Regions from separate parts of the Xenopus laevis genome. Here region 2 is linked to region 1. Evidence: chromatin contacts called from public Hi-C data. All regions are on one chromosome and are shown on one strand. Each heading gives the region's core, a stretch centred on a gene start, on an enhancer-like site or on the middle of the called end of the contact. The rest is flanking DNA. Distances are from core to core; before and after follow the strand shown.

Region 1 (5,234 bases), core at 681-3,180:
GGAATAAAAGACCAAAAGTATGTTCAGGTGTACCAGCCCTTACCAACCAATAAGCTATTTGCTTTGAAACAGCTAATCAGTAAATTTAGCCTAATTACTGTAATTTAATAGACCTTTTGCAACCTTGGACATTTTATTACATTACCCCTCTGACTTGTATTGTCATAGAAAATCATAGTAAACAATGTTGGCAATTACATTCAGTTTCTTGAGGAGCTTGTTCTGTGAAGTATAAAATCAAGTGACAGCTCTGCTTCCTTGGGACATTTGCATAAATTGGAAGCAATTGTATTTCTGCCACCTATGGAAGCTGACACAAGTGTGCCTCATATGCATTCAGGCTGATGGCAATACCACATTTGCTGTGACTTGCACTTCTGGGATATCAAAGGCAGCCCTAGGCTTTTCAGCCCCATCTCTGTTGTTACAATAAATAACCAGAAAAAGTGATCTGAAAAAGCTGGATGAAATGTCACAACACATTCTGAGAATGATTATAGATTTTGTAATCTAAGGGTATTTCATATTAAGAATTCATTTGGATAAAAAAAACATGCACAAACAATAGGGGCATTTCTCCAGGCAGCCATTTTACTTGCTAATATGCCACCTAACATAGGAGAAGATGCAATACAGAGAAGGCCCTTTAGCACACACAGAGAGGTTGGGGACTATAAATATATCTTGAAATGTCACATCTGACCTGCAGGACTCCTCATGGACTGCCCTATGTGCTGTGTTAGGGACAACAAGCATCACTGGAAAAATAAAATGTCATCCAACTAGAATAAAACATGCATGAGCTGGAAGATCAAAATGAAAGCATGGGGATATAGCGGCAGATTTATAAACATATTTATGTGATGATTGTGTTACTTTGGCACTTAATGCATTTCTGTGATGCCAAAACCTTAATGAGATGTTGTCCCCAAAACAGACAAAATATGCCAGTGAATGACTGCAACAGTTACAACAGCTAAAGATATGATATATGTATTTGAATCATAGGGCAACAAATATTGCACCTCATGGGTGAAATTGCATCATTGTGCCCATAGGCAGCTAACTGTTTGCTCCAACAATGATTTAGGCCTTGGGGTAATGGAAATAATGTCCAGATTACAATTATGCCAGCTTACTATGTGCATATTATATATTAAAGGGCATATGTTATTGGTGGATTTGTGTAAACTTTTTATGGCACCATAGTTTATATATACATGATTTTTTAAAATCAATTTTCAACAAAGTGTCTATTTCTTATTACATGTGAGTGCATCCATGAAACTTGGAGGTAGACTTTATAAAGCACCTCTGACACCAGCATCTTGTGAAAAAACCAGTTGGGCCCGCTTTACTATAAATACCCCATTCACATGTAGCTTACAGCTTTAATGTAATTAGTTTGTGACTGGGACAGTTTAAATGAAAGTTCATTTATTTAACATTAGGGATATGATGTACACTACCATAATTAATTTTGGACAGTCTTTTATATTAATGTCTCTATTTTATGCATTGTAAGTGTATGTTGTTGATTTAGGATGTAATTTTCTGTATGTGATTAGGCTTTTCTAATGGGTTAAGCCTAGTCCCACACAGAATTCATTAAGGAGCATATTTATCAAGGGTAGTTTGCACCTATTTGGGGACTTCACTCACAGCTATAAACACTGAGCTATAACAAGGTTCTGTATGATACATGTGTTCAAACAACTTTACTAATTTTTTAAATGCTGTTATTGATATCATTATACTAGACATACCTTTCTTTTATGCTCATCGTAGTAGGTTTCATCCCATTTTTGCTGTAAGTATTTATTACCACATGGTAAGATTGGCTGATAGGATCGATGCATTCTGCCAAAGTGGAAGACTTCCCAGCAAGTGAGCAACTTCTCAGCTTGTGGAGAAGGGAAGCCTTGGAGACGGTGGTGTGTTTAAAGCCGGTCATGTGGTGGTTGTCATGGCATTTGTATTGGAGAAAAATGAATAGCTGGTGGTAGCTATTCAAACACCGTGCTCAGAGAATAGCAAACAATAACTGTAATTAGATCTGTGGTGTATCCTTGTCTCTGATCCCTGTACAATAAGTACACAAACTATTAACAAATAGTATCTTCTTATGTGAAGTATACAGAAGGGAACATAATACTAATAATAACTCTTGATATTATTTAGAAAAAGAAGGGTATATCAAACCTTTGAGCAGTGTCATAAAAATAGTGTTATAGAGATCAGAGTTCATTGATGAAAACCTTTGGAACGTATCTAAACCAATTCCAGAGAAACCTTCTTATTAACTTTTTTCCCCTGATTTTGGGGAAACGTAATATTGCTAACAGAAGATTAGACGTTTTGTGATCCCTTATAAAAGAAGCTATGCACAATAACAGAATGAAATGAGAATCTTGGTTCTTCTTTGTGTTAAATTATTGCAGCAAGGCTGTCTGACGCTTAATTCACTGTCCATAGCTCTCTGGCAGTGATCACCAACCAGGAGAATAAGCAGCAGAAGTCAGGACCAAATTGGGCCACATTTTAATGTTCCTGTTCGGGCATTTAGTCTTAGAACCATGGCTTACTGTCATCTTCCCCAGTATTCACTACCTATTCTCTAAAATTAGAAATAGGCTGCCTAAAATGCTGAGATTTAAAGGAGAACTAAAGCTTAACTAAAGAAATGTTGTACATTATGTTCTGGGCTTCTGTACCAGCCCAAGGCAACCACAACCCTTTAGCAGTAAAGATCTGTGTCTTCAAATATGCCCCAGTAGCTCCCCATCTTTTTTTCTGCTGATTCACTGCACATGCTCTGTGCTGATGTCACTTACTGAACTTAGGGACCAGCTCACAATATACAGTACACATAGAATAGAAATTTCACAATATTAGGCTGATTAGTAATTAATACAGATAATTACTACATGGCAGCACAGAAACCAGTGCAACTAGCATCAGAATTTAATAATCAGCCCTGTAGCATCAGACCAACCTAATTTTCTGCTTGACCCCTAAGCTTAGCTTCTCAATAGCTGCTCAGAGCCCACTGAGCATGTGAGTGTCACAGACACTTTCCAAGATGGTGACCCCCTGTGACAAGTTAGAAGTCCCGGATCATTGCTGAAACTTTAGGCTGGTGTTATAAGTTCAGTATATAAGATATGGCATTTTTATCCATTTTCTTTTTTAGGGTTTACTTCTCCTTTAAAGAGGTTGTTAAAGGGATACTGGCATGGGAAAAAAAATATTTTCAAAATAAATCAGTTAATATTGGTGCTCCAGCAGAATTCTGCACTAAAATCCATTTCTCAAAAGAGCAAACATATTTTTTTATATTCAATTTTGAAATCTGACATGGGGCTAGACATATTGTCAATTGCCCAGCTGCCCCAAGTCATGTGACTTGTGCTCTGATAAACTTCAATCACTCTTTACTGCTGTACTGCAAGTTGGAGTGATATCACCCCCCTCCCTTCCCATCCAGCAGCCAAACAAAAGAACAATGGGAAGGTAACCAGATAACAGCTCCCTAACACAAGATAACAGTTGTCTGGTAGATCTAAGAACAACACTCAATAGTAAAAACCCATGTCTCACTGAGACACATTCAGTTACATTGAGAAGGAAAAACAGCCTGCCAAAAAGCAAGTGCAGGCACAAGTCACATGACCAGGGGCAGCTGGGAAATAGACAAAATGTCTAGCCCCATGTCAGATTTCAAAATTGAATATAAAAAAAATCTGTTTGCTCTTTTGAGAAATGGATTTCAGTGCAGAATTCTGCTGGAGTAGCACTATTAGCTGATGCGTTTTGAAAAAAACATGTTTTCAGATGACAGTATCCCTTTAACTTTTAGCATGATGTAGAGAGTGATATTCTGGGACAATTAGTAGTTGGTTTTAGTTTTTATCATTTGTGGTTTTGAGTTATTTAGTTATTTTGAGTTTATGTAATTGTTACCCTAGCAACCATGCATTGATTTAAATAGGAAACTCGAATATGAGAGAGCCTGGATGGAAAGATGAATAATAAAAAGTAGCAATAACAATTCATTTGTAGCCTTACAGAGCATTTGTTTTATAGATGGGAACAGTGACCCTCATTTGAAAGCTGGAAAGAGGCAGAAGAAGAAGGAAAGTAATTCAAAAACTATAAAAAAGAAAAAATTAAGGCCAATTGAAAAGTTGTTTAGAATTGGCCATTCTATTACATTCATGGGGCAGATTTACTAAGCTCGAGTGAAGAATTCGAATGGAAAAAAATTTGAATTTCGAAGTATTTTTTGGGTACATCGACCATCGAATTGATCAAATTCGATCGAATTCGATGGAATTCAATCGAATCGAATGATTTGAAGTAAAAATCGTTCGACTATTCGACCATTCGATAGTCGAAGTACTGTCTCTTTAAAAAATACTTCGACTTCATACTTTGGCAATTTAAGCCTACCGAGGTGCAATGTTAGCCCATGGGGACCTTCCCCAGCACTATTTGTAAGCTTTTTTTGATTGAATAAAAATCCTTCAATCGATCACTTAAAATCGTTCGAATAGTTCTGTTTTATCGATTTTTATTCGATCGTTCGATCGAAGCATTTGCACTAAAATCCTATCGAATTCGAAGGATTTTACTTTGAGGGTTTATTAACCCTCGAAATTCGACCCTTGATAAATCTGCCCCTAAAAGTTAATATAAAAGCGAACCACCCCTTTAAAGGAACAGTTCAGTATAAAAATAAAAGCTGGGTTAATAGGTTGTTCAAAATAAAAAAAATGTTTCAAGTATACAGTTAAAAAAGTGTAATCTATAAAGTGACAGGACGTCTAACATAAAAGAACAGAACTTTCTGCTTTTTAGATCTCTAATTCTGAGTTAGTCAGCAACTTTAAGGGGGCCCACATGGGACATAACTGTTCAGTGAGTTTGCAATATATCCTTAGAATTCAGGTCACCTGGTAACCAATCAGTGAAAACTAAGAGAACTGAAAAACAGGAAGTAGTGTTCTGGCTATTACAGTATGTTAGACATCCAGTCACTCGAGCCTTTATACATAACATTTTTAGCTAAGTAACATTTTTTATTTTGCACAGCCTATCTATTTACCCAGCTTTTATTTTTATACGGAACAATTCTTATAAAAAGGGGAAGCTTAGCTTAGGAGTCTTAGGTTTGTTCCAGTCAGGGTATTTTGTATGTTCTCCCCCACCCAACCTGCATGGGTTCTGTACAC
Region 2 (4,922 bases), core at 2,106-4,605, 110 kb after region 1:
AATTTTTTCTTAAATAACCTCCCATTAGAATTTCGAGTATATTCAAACTTATTAGCGAAAAAAAAATTCACGTGACTTTGAAATTCGCCCTTTGATAAATAGGCCTCCCCGCGTGGGCTTATAACCCCATAGTAATCGTTCAAAACCCATATCACCAAATTCTAGAATAAAGCTGCTGTGAAGGCAAAGTGCTGACCAGCTGTTTGTGTAATATTTATATGGTTTTATCTTTCCTATATATTGTGAATGCCCCCAACGCATTTCATGCAGGAGGAATATGCTTGTTTCTATTCCTTTAAGCAAACCCGTCATTGGCTACATTTTTTGTTTTGACATTTCCTGAAATTGTTACACAGTCATAACGATAATGGTTACACCCTGCCTGGTACTTCCATTCACACACAAACTTAGTGCTTGTGTTGGTCACTTTGCAAATGTTTCTTCCGGGGGCACTAAAATATCAACAAGTCAGACCACAAGCTTCCTCTCCCAGTCACTCCCAGGAAACCTCTTTTTCCCCAACAGAAACACTTGTAAAATGAGTGCTTTACACTTTCTGCACAGAACTTGAACTGAGCCTTGTCTAAGTCATATATTTAAGTAATTCACTATTTAAAGCATATATTTGAACTGCAGTGTAAAGCATAAGGTTTAAAATGTCCCATATAGTTTGAACCCGAGCAGACATGGTTTGGGTAGCAGTAGCCATGCTAAGCTAGTGGTGCTAGTAAGGTGCAATATGATGGTGTACCTGGATGATTAAAGTACAATTATGTCAATTTAGAACTTATTTATTTTGGCCCACAGATCTGCGAGGCTCATAAACCCTGTGAGATAGATCCGGTAAAGTTAAAAGATGGTGAAAATTTTGAGAACAATAAGGTAAGCTGAACTGACTTCACCTGACATGTATTTCTTAATCACCATGGCATTTTATGAGGAATTAATACCACAATGAATGTTTTGCTATTTGCCTGTACTATTCACCTTATTGGGAAAAAAAAGCTAACTTTTATCAATTTCACTTTAAATTCTGGGCCAAATATGGAATTGTTTAACTTTTAAACCTAATAGCGTCAAACTTTTTATCTAATAGCTGATGTAAAAAACAGTTCCCATAAGCCATAATTGTTAAGAATTATATGTATAGTCTGTAGAAAACAACAGCTTTCACATTGTGAAATGCACTGTGGATGAATTTGCTCTGTTCCGTTCCCACAGTGATGTGGGACACAGATAAAAAGTAAAATATCTACCTAATGGCCTTTTTTCTTACCAGTTCTCTGGTTACATGTATTTTTCTGCTTGCCTAGCAATGGTTCTCTATGTCTGTGGGAGTTTTGGTGATATTGTTTAATTGATGACCCTGCACAAGATCTCTAAACCATGTATACATGCATTCCATTGTCCTGATTTACACCCATCACTTGGCTAATAATGCCGGTCGATTGTAAGAACCCACACACCAGTTTTACAGAGTAGCCAACCAACAGGAATATGTTATGGTTAAACATTATCTACAGTTTATCTCTATCAGACATGTTGTAGAATATTTCTCTGAAGGGAACTGGTGTTTTCTTTCAATATAACATTAAAGGAATAGTAACACCAAAAATTTTTTTAAAGTTTTTTAAAGGGGAACTATCTATAACTAAAGGGGGAAATGAAAATGTAATATAAGTTTCCTCATACTGAAGTAAACTTTCTAAATACAATCAATTGAAAATTCTGCATTGTTTCTGAAATAATCAAGTTTATATTCACTATTCCCCTCTCAGCATCTGTTTCTCTTCATTCTGTCTTCATGCAGGAGTTGGGTCGGATGAAAGTTCCAATATATTTTATAGCAGATGTATTAGAGCTCCCTCAAATAACATTCCAGTAAAAAAACAAAATCTAACAAAATAACTGCCTTTTGCACCAATTCTGCATGTAGAGAGACATGATGTCTGGTGATTTTAACAGAGTGAGCCCTAATACATTTTCTAGGCAAAAGGAGCCCCCCTATAAGATATATTGGATCATTCATCTGACACTCAACTCCTGCATGAAGACAGAATGAGGACAAACAGATGCTGAGAGAGGAATAGTGAAGATAAACTTGATTATTTCAGAAACGGTACCAAATTTTTAATTGATTGTATTTAGAAATTTTCTTATTTCAGTATGCTGAAACTTATATAAAATTTTCATTTTTGTGATAGTTCCCCTTTAAAGGAATAACAGTATTATGCAGTGTTGCCCTGCACTGGTAAAACTGATGCGTTTGCTTCAAAAACATTACTATAGTTTATATAAACAAGCTGTGTAGCCATGGGGGCAACCATCCAAGCAAAGGATAACAGATACGTTCTGAAGAATCTCATTATATACTACAGGGCTTATCTGTTATCTACTAAGTATCCTGTGCCTTTTCGCCTGTTTCATCTGTGAATGGCTGCCCCAATGGCTACACAGCAGCATGTTTATATAAACGAGTGTAGAGTTTCTGAAGCAAACACACCAGGTTTATCAGTGCAGCACAACAGTATACTATAGTTTTAATTACTTTGAAAGATTTTAATTGTTTGGTGTTACTGTTCCTTTAAAGCATACAATTGTGTTACATTGTCCATCACTGTGAAATGTGGGCAGTTTTTATGTTATGTTTATAACACAGTAGATGGCAGTGTTTTGCTTCAAGATATGATGATTGTGTTTTCATGAAGTATGAGCTGTGCTGATTGTAAGCTTACTGCCCTGCTATTAATATCCGCTACAATTTTCTTTGTTTAGCTTTTTCATTGTACTTGGCATGGTTACAGTACAGCCCTGGGAGGTAGGCAATGAGCCATCCCAATCGGCATCAGGAGCGTTGGCTAAAATCTTTCTTTCTGTTTGACAACGTGAAAAAATGTGTTAGCTCACTAACGATTAACATTATTTTGTCTTTCAAATTATTCTAGGAAAACCTGAAAAATTATGTAGACCGGATATTTGATGTCATCACAAAATCTGGCGTTAGCTGCCCCACCGTCATGTGTGACATTTTTTTCTCACTGAGAGAGTCAGCCGCCAAGCGTTTTCAAAGTAAGGCTGGTACTGAAAACAAACTAAGCATCCCATTGAAAGTATAAGTATGTGAATGGTAGTGTTTCACACCGCTTTGCTCAGAATGTTCTCATTTGCTGCCTCTCTCTTTTAAATATGGTATTTGAGTGGGTGGAAGGAGGGCTTGTGGGAGACATTTCTGTAACATACCTGCTGCTTTATCAATCTTAGAAACCAATGATAGAAGTTAGAAGATAGCAGCTTTACCAGTGCAAAGAGCTTGCAACTATGAAACTGTTTTGAACTACAACCCCCCAGTTCTCCACCCAGCTTTGGCTGCCTTGTCATTCACAACAGCTGGAGGTCTGTTAGTGTGACATTGAATGAAAGCATTCATACACAAATTGCTTTAGTTTGTTCTGCTTCAATTTCAACACATTTCCTAAGTGCCTTTATCAGAATGCCAATAAAGTCAGTGAAGTGGTTAGCGTAACAGCATTAAAAGCCTTCTCACGTATTCACACTGTTGGCGGGTCTTTCTATGCGTCCGGACTTAACCTTTCTCCATATACCTGACAGGGCAAATTCTTTGTGGTGAAACAGAGGAAGTCAACAACTATCAGCTATACTCTTGGCTAGACTCCTTCCACTCCTAGGAAATAAGAGCTTTTTCTAAAACGACAACAAATAAAGTGCAGACTCACTGGGAAAATGCATGTTGGCTTTATATTAAAACCTGGGGGTTGCACATAATAAAGCTGTAAAAGTAACAACAAAAAGCCACATGGATTAGATCAGTGATCCCCAACCAGTAGCTCGTGAGCAACATGTTGCTCTCCAACCCCTCAGATGTTGCTCCCAGTGGCCTCAAAGCAGGTGATTATTTTTGAATTTCTGACTTGGAGGCAAGTTTTGGTTGTATAAAAACAATATGGGCTACCAATAGCCAATCACAGCCCATATTTGCCGCCCCCAGGAATTTTTGTCCTGCTTGTGTTGCTCCCCAACTCTGTTTACATTTGAATGTGGCTCACAGGTATAAAAGGTTGGGGACTGCTGGATTAGATAGTGCTCATCAGATGTTAATTAAATATCATTGGTTAAGAGACCCAACACCACTGGTAAATGGCTAAAAACACACACAGGAATGGTATGGTGGTATGGTATTTGCATGGACATGTAAAGCCTACATTTTCCTATCATGTATATAAATTAGGCATATCATCCCCACCCAAGCCACATCATTTGTACTGCATATATCCACTCCAGTTGCTAACACCATCACATTTTCCTAAAACAAATAAAGGGGATACATGTACTTTTAATGTGAAAGACTTTTGTTACATCACCACCTGCTAGTCAGTTTCCTACCAGTCTGACCACCAAGTAGTCAAGGAAGTTGTCAGGAGAAAGAAAGAGGCTGCTCTGATGTTCTTCTGCGTAGGAAAGATGCGAGAAAGGTTTCTATATTTTTTTTCCTAAGCAGAAGAACATCAGAGCAGCCTCTTTCTTTCTCCTGACAACTTCCTTGACTACTTGGAGGTCAGACTGGTCAGAAACTGACCAGCAGATGGTGATGTTGTAACAAAAGTCTTTCACATTAACAGTACATGTATCTCTTAATATCCTGCAATAAAAACAAAATAAATAGTGAATGTACATTGCAAAACTTCTTACAATAGCACAATCATCAATTTTACATTACTTATTTTAAATGTTTACTTATCCTTTAAGCTGATGTCGCTCTAGGCATTTTTTCTGTCAGCTGGGTTACACACAAAAGCACCCATATTGGCACTTTTCACTTTGGAAACTAATGTTTGGGCTTCAGTACTGGTTCTGATCAGGTACTGGTCAGCTGTTTCCCATTCAAGTCAGTGAGAGGAGGCAGT

What was found. Hi-C and Micro-C count contacts between places; a contact is called where the count stands out from the background.
Region 2: a contact with region 1 is called in a Hi-C map of the XTC cell line, with 2.7 times the contacts expected there. The contact joins the enhancer-like site here to the promoter of LOC108708418 in region 1. A contact is called at or near these places in 2 of 4 Hi-C or Micro-C datasets (the XL177 cell line and the XTC cell line).

Annotation. Positions count from the first base shown.
Region 1 is chr2L:116,451,061-116,456,294 of Xenopus_laevis_v10.1, forward strand. It overlaps LOC108708418, which reads right to left and starts at 1,931. Exons shown (of 5, transcript XM_018247093.2): 1 at 1,767-1,931. The coding sequence starts at 1,859.
Region 2 is chr2L:116,558,641-116,563,562 of Xenopus_laevis_v10.1, forward strand. It overlaps rasa3.L (RAS p21 protein activator 3 L homeolog), which reads left to right. Exons shown (of 23, transcript NM_001093333.1): 12 at 808-882; 13 at 2,946-3,069. Among protein-coding and RNA genes, the nearest start is that of gas6.L, 60 kb to the right of the region's middle. Within about 2 kb of position 3,356, at least 3 of the 7 cell types and tissues checked have an H3K27ac peak or open chromatin away from gene starts, as enhancers often do.